Linked DNA regions of Zea mays: region 2 is linked to region 1. The links are chromatin contacts, called in public Hi-C maps. All regions are on one chromosome and are shown on one strand. Each heading gives the region's core, a stretch centred on a gene start, on an enhancer-like site or on the middle of the called end of the contact. The rest is flanking DNA. Distances are from core to core; before and after follow the strand shown.

Region 1 (5,185 bases), core at 803-3,302:
GGTACATCTTAATGAGAGGGACAGTGAGGTTGAGAAGGAACCCTATAAGGAAGAATTGATTGAGCTATTAAAAGAGGTTAAGGCTAATTCTTTCATGAACAAAAAATAGAAGAGTACAAAAATTGTACAAGAAGCACAAAGCTCTTAAACAATCTTTTGGAGAGGATTTATCTTCTCATGAGACCCTTGTAGAAACTCATGGGAAACTAAAAGAAGCTCACTCATCTCTTCTTGCTTTAAAGAAGAAACCTATTGGAATAACAAGCATAGGTGTTTCTTGCGATATTATTGATGATTCAATTCATGCACCTATCATTATTGCTCTAACTAAAAATTTATCATCCATGGGCAAGAATACAGATAATACCTTACTAAACCTTGAAAATGAAACACTAAAAAGGAGGTAAACAAGCTCAATTACGCCCTGAGTAATGCTTATGGCGGCGATGATTGGTTGCTTGAGGGCTGGGTATTCAAATGTTTTCTCTCAACAAAGAGAGGTGAGGCACTGAGGCTACACCCCAAGACAGGCAAAGGTTTTATCTTTGTTCACATCTTTTACTTTCAACTAAAGTAAGAAGTAGAACTAGATTAAGTCATATACTTCTGCATATAAGTTTTTATCTTATCTCTAGTTTTTTATAATAAGCTTTTTTTAAACAATTTTTATAGGCTATTCACTCCAAGATCCTATCTGGCAACAGATAAGATAACATATGTATTTAACTTTCTAGCCCGGTGCACTCGCAAATAATCATCACTGTGTCTATAAGATGTGAAGAATCTCTTCTCGAATTAATAAACGATGAACCAAACAATGAGAGCTCGTTTTTTAGCTCTTGACTTATATATCTATATTAACTGGCTGATAATGAATACAGACACATATATAGAGGGCATACACCAAGTATTGTATGAATCCACTAAAAAATTGAAAATATATTTTATTTTGGGACGGAGGGAGTACTTACTACCGCTTAAACTTGTTGGTATTATTGTTGTCTGCAACTACCATGGATTCATTATATATGAGCACACCCAATGTGAAATTGGAATAGAAAATTTCCATAAATTTTGGCATTTGGTTCGCGTTGTGTGGTGCATACGTTTGAGTTGCATCCGGTTTCTCTCTATGTTGAAAGTTGAAGGACCCAACCTGGGAAACTACTCACTCCGTTTCAAGATATAAGGCGTAACTATCTTTTGTTCTTGTCCCATAATATAAGGTGTGCTCTCTATGCATACATACATCGATACAGTGGTATAGAAATAATTAAGTATATTTTTTGGTTTTTGAATCAGAGGTTGTTACGCCTTATATATTAGAATGGAAGGAGTACTGGAGTAGTGTGCAGTCGTTCCGTATGTGGCTCCGCTGCTGTGTGCCTGAAGCAAAATGACGTGACCAGTAGCCTGGTTTAAATTCCATTGGTGGCATGACCAACCAAACCAACTTGCAGCTACACGAGCAGAGGACTGGAACCACTCCCATATACTTCAAGCATGCAGGCCGTCTGAAATATTCGACGAGAGAGGGTACAAATAAATGCGCAGAGCATACGCAACAAACTAAGCGATCGATGTCCTCCAAGATTAATAAACTAAGCACGCGGTGCCTGGCTAAACACGGCTAGGAAATCCGCCAAGAGGTCGCGAGAGGTGCTCGACGATCTACACCGCTGCACATGTGGGCGTGCGGAGTGTGATCCTTGGGGCTGAACTGAAGTCAAACCAACGAGGCCGCGCAGGCCGGAGGAGACGTGCCAATCCCACGAAAACTGGCAAGCTGCCATCGGGCATCGCCGCATCGGCCACAGTGACGACACAAGCGTCGGGTCTCCCGCGCAGTCCCGCCTGACGGCCTGAGTGACTGCGGGTCTGCGCCGCACCCCGGACACACGCAACGCAAGGCGGCTGCCCATTCCGTCGCCAACAAATGACCCGGGGCCGGGGTGCCTGCGCGTCTGCGCCCCTCGCCGCGTGACGCCTCCGTCCGAGCGAGGTCCGCGCACGCACCTGCCAATTGCCATGCCAAGCCGCTGCGGCCGTGCCGTCCACTTTTCTATCGGCTTCTGTCACGCCCTGCACCGTGGGCTGTGCACTGCACGACGCACAGCGAGGATGCATGGGCCGAATATTTAAAATCGAATTTGAAGATAATTATCCCATGCGTCATGCGTCGCTCCGGTCCACTGGAAGTTAGCCCAAAGCCGAAGCGAAATCTGAAGGCCCAGTAGCGTGTTATTTTGGGCCAATGGTTCCGACGGGCCTTGCCGATTTCCAAGTCTCTACTGTAGTGTCTGTTTTATCCAGGAATATGCATTTGCATGCCGTGCAGGGGCAGACGGGCAGTGCACGAGTCAACGGTGGGCGATGCCCTCTCTGGTAAGGAGAAGCGTTGCCGTCACCTGTCGTTGCCATAGGCGCTCTCTCTCTCCAAGAGCGAGTCAAAACTGCCTCGTTGTCCTGCTTTTTTGTGGTGCGCTCTGCTACATTCTCACAGCCACACACACCATACCGTCACCAACTTAAGTGTCCTTTGGACGATCCTTGTTATCATAGGCTCGTAGATCATCACCAACGACTGTCATGACTCTGAAGATGGATGTAACGCATGGTCGCTGACGCTGCGCAAAATCAAAATCCTCTAGTGTCTGAAGAAGTGAAGATGAATCTGATATGGATTCGATCGACGACAACCCTGCGCTTTCAGCCAAGCGTACTGCTGGTAGAACATCAGGTACGTCAGTACGTGTACTTGACACGAATATGTATCCTCGAGATACATGACGCGCAAATGGAATGCGTCAGCTCGGTGATCTCTGCATCGGTACGGGGAAGGGTCAAACGACGTATACCACCAGCAGTAGTAGCAGAATTTCCCGCTTTCCATATGGATTTGTACCTGTACTGTACGCTTGTGGCGAGCCGGTGCTCGTCCATCCCTGTCCTCCTCCTGCCTGAAAGCAACTCCGGTGGGGCAGCCACTGACTCATCTCGGCCGGCGGACGCCAGGCGCGCCCGTATTGCCCCACCAGTGTTGGAAAATCAGACAAATTCAATATCGATTTATTTGCAAAAAAAAAAAAAAGTTATCAACAGATTCGGTATCGATGTTTTGGTCTATACTTCACTAGACGACACGCCCGGTGCCTTATTGCTCTCTCCAATCTCCTATGGTGTAGTAGCTCCCTTTTAAGTACCATGTGGTGGAATATTTGGTGTCTCGTGGATATCCCTAAATATTTTGTAGTCTTCCATAAATTTCATGTCCAGTGCTGTATACCATATGCCACACCGGTCGTCCCGTGTTATTACTAGTATCATGTGCACACATATTGTACTTAAACACAAGGAATAGAAGTGCAACAAAGAGAACAGTCGGATCGATGTGTGCTACCCAAAAACTTGATCGTCCGTCTACCCTTGTAAACACACAAATGGATAGAACTTCAGATCTAGGTCTATTGTTCTGACAACATGTGTACATAGGAGGAGAGCAACACGATAGCAGTGTGGTGGTGTTCTTAGCTATGGGTTCTTACTCATGTCATTTTTACTGTAGCCCAGAAACTTCGCGCATGGGTTGTGCTACATAGACAGGACTCATGCAATTTTTTGGTAATGGCTACGCAACATTTGACTCAAGTGGCCAAGAAGTTTTTTTCCCGGGAGCATGGTTGGCGGTCTAGTCTTCGGATTGATAGCCACTAGTGTGTGTTTTTAGATTCCGTTGGACAGTATGCTCTTATGGGCAGAGGCCGGAAGTGACTTTCAAGAACTTGTATCTTCTCGATGTACTGTTCTTGAATGAATAAAAATTCTTCCCTTTCAAAAAAAAATATAGCAACAAAGAAAGACAAAGACGGAGAGCTAGCCACATGAAGAGATATATACCGCGTGATTGGTTCCTGTGACCGCGAGCGCTAGGCTCGCGCCGGCCTGGATCAACAGAGACGCCTCCTCTCAGCATCCCCACGCATACAAGCGAGAGCTGAAAAAATTAACTGTGCTGCATGCGCGTGAGCAGGCTCATCTCGTCCTACGCAGGAGACCAATCACGGGCACGGCTATAGTCAATGCACCCGTTGAGCCTGCACATAGCCAACCGGGCTACCAATCACATGGATAGTGATCATCGTAGTCGTAGCATAGCTTCGTCGATTATGACACATGAATTATGGGTTACTAGTGGCAGAAATCACTAAAACATCATTACCTAGTAGCACTAGTACATGATGACTCCGCTAGTACATAATAGTTATCAGAAACTATTAACATATAATAATGGTCATCATACATACTATATACTATATACATTTAACGCTCATCAAACCATAAGTTATTCATACATATTATTACATCTACTAGTATTAGCTGTAGCCTTAGAATTTTCTTTGATTTAGTTGCTAGATAAAAATGAAACAAACTCGATTAATTTGGACAACCAATATCCTCACCCGAGCGCCAATGTCCATTCCGCGGAAACCAGGAAGGGGGCAGATCTATCGTTGGCTTCCTGCCACGCCGGTGCTCGTTAGGCTGGCTCCAACACCCTCCCCCTCTGCCCCGCTACTCCTCCGGACGGTGAGAGGTTTTCTCCTAGAGATCGAGGGGGAGAGCTCTAATCTCCCCCAGCTCCTCAGTCATAATAATTATAAAATTATTTATTTTCGAGTGCAGACAACAATGTGTATTACGGTACTACAGTATTTTTTAAAACTTCAAAAACTGATGTATAAAAGTTAAATAGTTCAGTTAAAGAGTAAATGAAGCTAAATATAAGGAATGGTTGATGAAGCAACAAAGAAAAGAAGTCTGTTTCTCCCTTACACAATTTTTGGGCCTAACCAGCCTTGGTACTTCTTCTGAAGCGCAAGCGGAAGATCATAGTGGTGCGAAAGGTTCGCTGCTTCGTTACCTCCACCAGTCGCGCCGCACTGCCCCGCCCCGACGCCTGCTGCGCTGCCGTCGCGGCTGCCGGAGTCGGACGCACGTGGCCGCCTGGAGGTGGGCGGCTCCCTTCCGGCTTCCGCGGCCCCTGAGGAGCATTTGAAGCTATGTCTCGCCAGATTTGGAGTTGATGAGATTCATGGCGGCCATCACGGAGCGGGCGAAATGCAAGATAAGTGTTCTCCTTGACCCTGATCTTTTTCTGCGATTTGGGGGGAATACGTCATCTCCA
Region 2 (5,185 bases), core at 1,088-3,587, 83 kb before region 1:
TGCTCCACCAAGCCACTGTTGGACGGCCACTAATCAGCCATGATTTGGAGCATAGGGCCTACAAGATTGGTCCTCGGCTCCTCGCAGTTCTCTAGTCCTAGACTGCGACAGCACAATGCACAGAGCATGTTCACAAGAACTGCACGCCTTAAACGCTAATTATGCACAAGGAACTGCAGAAGCCTGACCGACAACAGAAATGTACTTGAGCATGCGCACTGAAAACGAAATGGTAGAAGAACCCAAGTTTTACCTGCTTCAGGTAGGCGACCCCGAACGCTCTGGTGACGTTGATCTTCCCCTTGACCCGACCATTGACTATCGCGTTCCGATCATTCAGATGCTGGCCTTTGATCCTCGTCACCTCCTGCATCATCCCAAAATTCGGACAAGAACGGCTCGGTGAACCCAAAACTCAATCATGGAACGGGTTTACAGTTTTTCCCGTTCATGAACAGTAGTGTCTCTCGTAGTCAAAAGTTCCTTTTTTTTCCCTTAACGATGAGATGATGAGATGTGACAAGAATATACGAGGATGAATTCTTGTTCCGAAGTCAGTCTAATTGAAGTTGTGAACAGGAGAGGAGCAGAGGAGCAGAGGAGGGAAAGATGGCGTACCTCCTGGACCGCGGTGCTGTGCTCTGGGGTGAGCTGCACGGCCTGCAGGCCGTCCATGTCGTGCGCCTCCAGCTCGCGCATGATCTCCACCTTGAACTGCTGCAGGTCCTGCGACGCCTTGCCGAGGACGTTCTTCAGGTCGGGCTCCGGCCTCCGCGCCAGCACGGCGCGGCTGTCCCCGACGTTCATCACGTAAACGTCCGTGCCCTTCATCACCATCACCAGCACGCAGGACCCCATCAGCCCCAGCTCCGGGCTCTCGGCCGCGCGTTCCTCCGCCGCCGCGAAGAACGCCTCCTCCGTCTTCTTCAGTGCCCGCGCCAGCGCCCTCAGGACGTCGCGGTGCACTGGCGTGGCGCTGTTGCCTGGCATGGGCACTTCCGTCCGTCTGCGCTTAGCCTCCGCGCCGTCCCCGTCGGCCTGAGCAATACAGAGGCGTTCGGCATTGCCTGCGCCCGCTTCTTGCTCACCGCACCTGGCGCTGTCGCCTGCTTGGATGCCGTCCCAGAGCAAGCCTTTGAGCTCGTTGTGCACGGCGACGTAGAGGTTGGCGAAGAGGTAATCGGTCGCGTCGGGGCCGTTGAACCCGTCGTAAATTCCGACGAACACCCAGCCGTGCTCCTCGGACACCGCGACGTGGAAGCGGTCCTCGCCGGCCATGCCCTGAGCCCACTCCACATTGCTGTTCGGCGGCGAGCGGTAGTCCCCATCGCTGAAGGAGAACTTTATCGGATCAGCAGGTTCCTGTGGCCGGCGGCCATAGCGCGGCGACCCGAGCCAGAGTTTGGAGGCGGTCCTGACGAAGAACCGTAGCAGGGATCGCTCATCCCGGAGTCGGGAGCGCGCGGCGCGGCGCTCAGCGATGAGCTGAGAAACGCTCGGATGGAGGAGCCCCGCGGACGACGAGGAGATGGACAAGGAGTGGTCGAGCGGCCCTGACATGAATGGGCGGTCTGAGGGCGTGCCGGAGATCGTGGACGTGGAGCCGGATGTCTCGGAGAACCGGCCGGACGTGAACTGGACCGGCCCGGACATGGAAAGTCTAGGCGGCGCCGCCTGGAGAGGAATGGCAGAGAAGGACCGCGAGCTCTCGAAGGTGCACGCGGTCGACGGCGGCCACGTCAGCTCGTTAAAAAGGCGGAACGACGGCATCGACGCCGACGTCGCCGGATTGGCGCTGATGGCGGCGCCGGACAGAGAGAAGAACGACGACTCCGACGACGTCGCGGCAGACGTCTGGGGCTGGTCGAAGGCGGCGCCCGATGGCACGTAGGTGAAGGAGTGACCATGGCTGTCGTCCGGGAGCGGGTCAGACGCGACGGCGGCGGCGTACGAGTCACCGGAGAAGCATGGGTTCTTGGTGATGCCATTGCCCATTTTGTTTCCTTGGGCTTTGGATTTTGGGGATCGGCGAGTGGAGGGGATGGAAGAGTTGACCTTTTGGGAAAGGGAGGGTAAAGGAGAAGATCGTTTGTTTATGGGAGTTGACTATAGTTGGAGTCGAGCGATGCGACGAGGGGCAGGCCCACCTTCGAGTGAATGGTGGCGCTCTTGCTTGGGGTACCCAAAACTAAAACGACAAGGTTTTTTTTCTATATACTCTTTCCAATTCTCATGAAGGACTTGTAGTTGTAGACAACCAAAGACAATGAGGGCAGCTCTCACAACAGTATCCAATTCTTATGGAAGGGTTTTCTGAGGCACTGAAGGCTTTAGGATGAATCGAAGAAGTTTTGGTTCTCGCTTTATATAGGACTGGGCCGAGGGGGAGGGTGAAGAGCGGCGAAGCAACAAGCACACTCAACAAATCTTTGCGGTTGGATTAAAATTAATGTCAGCATATCTTGAAGATACGGTGTACGCATATCTAGATGCTAGCCGCAGACATATCAGTTTAACTTTTGAAACTTAGTATACGACAAAGTGGGTATACAAATTGAGCGGTGTGTATTTTTATGGATGGTTAACGTGAGATATGCAACAACGCTTTCCTGATTTTATAGATATCATCTTTATAAAATATAGTATAGTTTAATATGTTGTACGCATTAAAGTGGGTTGCGTAGCCCTTTGAATAAACTTTCTGAAAGTTCAAGATCATTGAAATTGGAGTTTGGATGAAAAAGTTATGGTCGTTCTAAGTCGAGTTGAAAAGTCTTGTTCAGAAATTCTAAACAACTCTAATTTTCTAACCTTTGTTTTCTAGAGTTATTTTCGTCCACTTTCAAAAATTCCGGACCCCACAGAGGCGAGGTGAATGGAATTTTTTAGGTCAGAGTGTGCATGCGTGTATTGAACATATTGATCAATCATTAGGGTGGGCTTGAGCCGCTCTAGATTTTCTGAGGGTACTGGGCCAAAAATTCTAAGGTGACACCTAAAAAGCCCGTAAAGGCTTAGTTTTTTGCTCTATCTATAAATAGAGAGGGTGGTTGGGCTGGTTTTAAAGTAGAACACCTTGGGGATGTGTTGCCCAAGTGTTGTGCTTAGTCTTAGGCCCATACACTTATATGGTTGCTAGAGAACACATCCAAGTGTGTGTGAGAGAGTGATTCCTAGTATGTTGCATTAAGAGATTGCATCAAGTGGCACTAGGTGATCGAGTTGCAAGCTGGTGGTGCTTGTTACTCTTGGAGGTTGCCACCTCCTAGATGACTTGTGGATCCATGAAAACATGTGTGAAGTTGTGTGTGTGGCTCTAGAGAAGGCTTTATGAGGGGTACCACGCTCACCCCATGGGAGATGCGAAGAACAACACTAGTAGTTCAAGTTGTGAAGAGCGCCAAGTGGTCCGGCAAGATCAGGTGCTAGATCTAGGGTGTAAGCACTCCATATGGGCTTGACTCAATGAAAAGTAAATGGTTGATAGATCACCAAACTAGGGAGAAAAATCATTGTGTCAACTTTTTTCTTCCCGTTGGTTTGAAACTCTTTATCACTAGCTTGTTTATACTTGAAGTAGTGTTTAGTGTTGTTCTTATAACTAGTTTACTTCTATAGTAATGTAGTTGTTCTCTTGTGCTAATAAGTTTATGTAGCTTAATATCCTTTGTTAACTTGTATAGTTAAGTTGTTTACCTTTCTAGTTTAGGTTGTGTAGTTTTGCTAGTTGAGTAGTGCTAGTGTGGTTAGGATTTAGGTGCTGTTTGGTTCAAGAAATGTAACGTAAAGGGTAATGGTAATGGTTTACATTCGATTACTGTCGGTAATAAGTTTGAATAGTCCGGTATCAATTTTTAGTATGGTATCTGATTACGGTGAGACTAAAACAAACATGATTTAACGTTATCACTTACCCATTACGTTACAAATATCTGAACCAAACGATACCTATGTGCTTTGTTGACTAGTATATGTAGGAAGTTTCATTGTTTCAGTACTAGTTGCATAGGTTTGTAACCTTTCCAACTAGAATTATTTAGGTGAGCACCACCTAGACTTACACCTTAGTTGCTTTAAATATGATTTTTTGTAAGGTGCTTATGATATATAGAGTGGTGTAGTCTTAGTTAGATCGAGTAGTTTCAATTCTGCATTTGTTTTGGTTAGCCAACATAATTAGTTTTAGAAAGGATATTCACACTCTCTAGTCCACCATCTTGACCCTACAAGTGGTATCAAATCTAGGTTCTCATTTGGTGGTCTTGACCAACTTGAGAGTAAGTAAGATAGAGACTAAAGGTCTAGTGGTTACTTGTGATCCACTAATTTTTTATGGTACAAGCTTTTGCATTAGAAACTTTCAATGATAAAATATCTATGAACTCTTGATAAAAAATTATGGTGGATCATAAATATAGGCTTTCCTAAGCCCTTGGATAAGAATAAGAAAAATCTTACTTGAGCGGAAGAAAAATGCCTAGACCTCGAACATCAAGCTACTAACATTTTACATCGATCTTTGAGTAAATATGTGTTCAAAGACATCATAAAAAAGACCGCCCATGAGATATGGAGTTATCTTGATGGGATGTAAGTGGAATTCATTGTTAATGACAAGAGCAAGGATGTGCATGAAGGTGGTGAGAACATCAATGACAAGGAAGTTGTTGGTGAGTGCTACTACTCAAGTGAAAAATCAAGTGATGATGATAATATCTCTACCCAATATTCACTTGATGATGATTGTTCATGCTCGAGTTATGAGAGTGAAGCTTCTACAAGCCCATCATCACCACATTGCTTCATGTCACAAGGTGACAGAAAGGTATACAATGCTAATGTGGTTGATCACTCCTATTCATATGATAAGCTTGTAGATAGACTCGCTAGCATGAACATGCATTTTACAAATAAGAAAGCTAAAACAATAAAATTAGAAGAACAAAACTCATTTCTAAAGAATGCATGTGAACAACAAAAATATCTACTTTATGTTATAAGTTGTTCACATGAGGAGCTAAAATTGACATGAGAAACTTAATGTTGCTCATGAAAATCTAATATAAGACCATACTTTTATCACTAACAAATTTTCCAATAGATAAATTAAAACTAGTGAGAAATCATCACATGAATTAAATGATTAATTGCAGATGAATATCAAAACCAACAAAGTAGTATCTAG

Evidence for each region. Hi-C and Micro-C count contacts between places; a contact is called where the count stands out from the background.
Region 2: a contact with region 1 is called in a Hi-C map of leaf, with 3 times the contacts expected there. The contact joins the promoter of LOC103634426 here to the enhancer-like site in region 1. A contact is called at or near these places in 14 of 25 Hi-C or Micro-C datasets (bundle sheath, ear, endosperm and 3 more) and 1 of 3 datasets of contacts at active chromatin or transcription factors (leaf).

What each region holds. Positions count from the first base shown.
Region 1 is chr1:40,377,033-40,382,217 of Zm-B73-REFERENCE-NAM-5.0, reverse strand. No RefSeq gene overlaps it. Among protein-coding and RNA genes, the nearest start is that of LOC100282988, 12 kb to the right of the region's middle. Within about 2 kb of position 2,052, at least 20 of the 20 cell types and tissues checked have an H3K27ac peak or open chromatin away from gene starts, as enhancers often do. A contact at or near this core is called in bundle sheath, ear, endosperm and 3 more, where this site is marked.
Region 2 is chr1:40,460,526-40,465,710 of Zm-B73-REFERENCE-NAM-5.0, reverse strand. It overlaps LOC103634426 (probable protein phosphatase 2C 31), which reads right to left and starts at 2,337. Exons shown (of 4, transcript XM_008655952.4): 1 at 619-2,337; 2 at 254-367. The coding sequence starts at 1,995.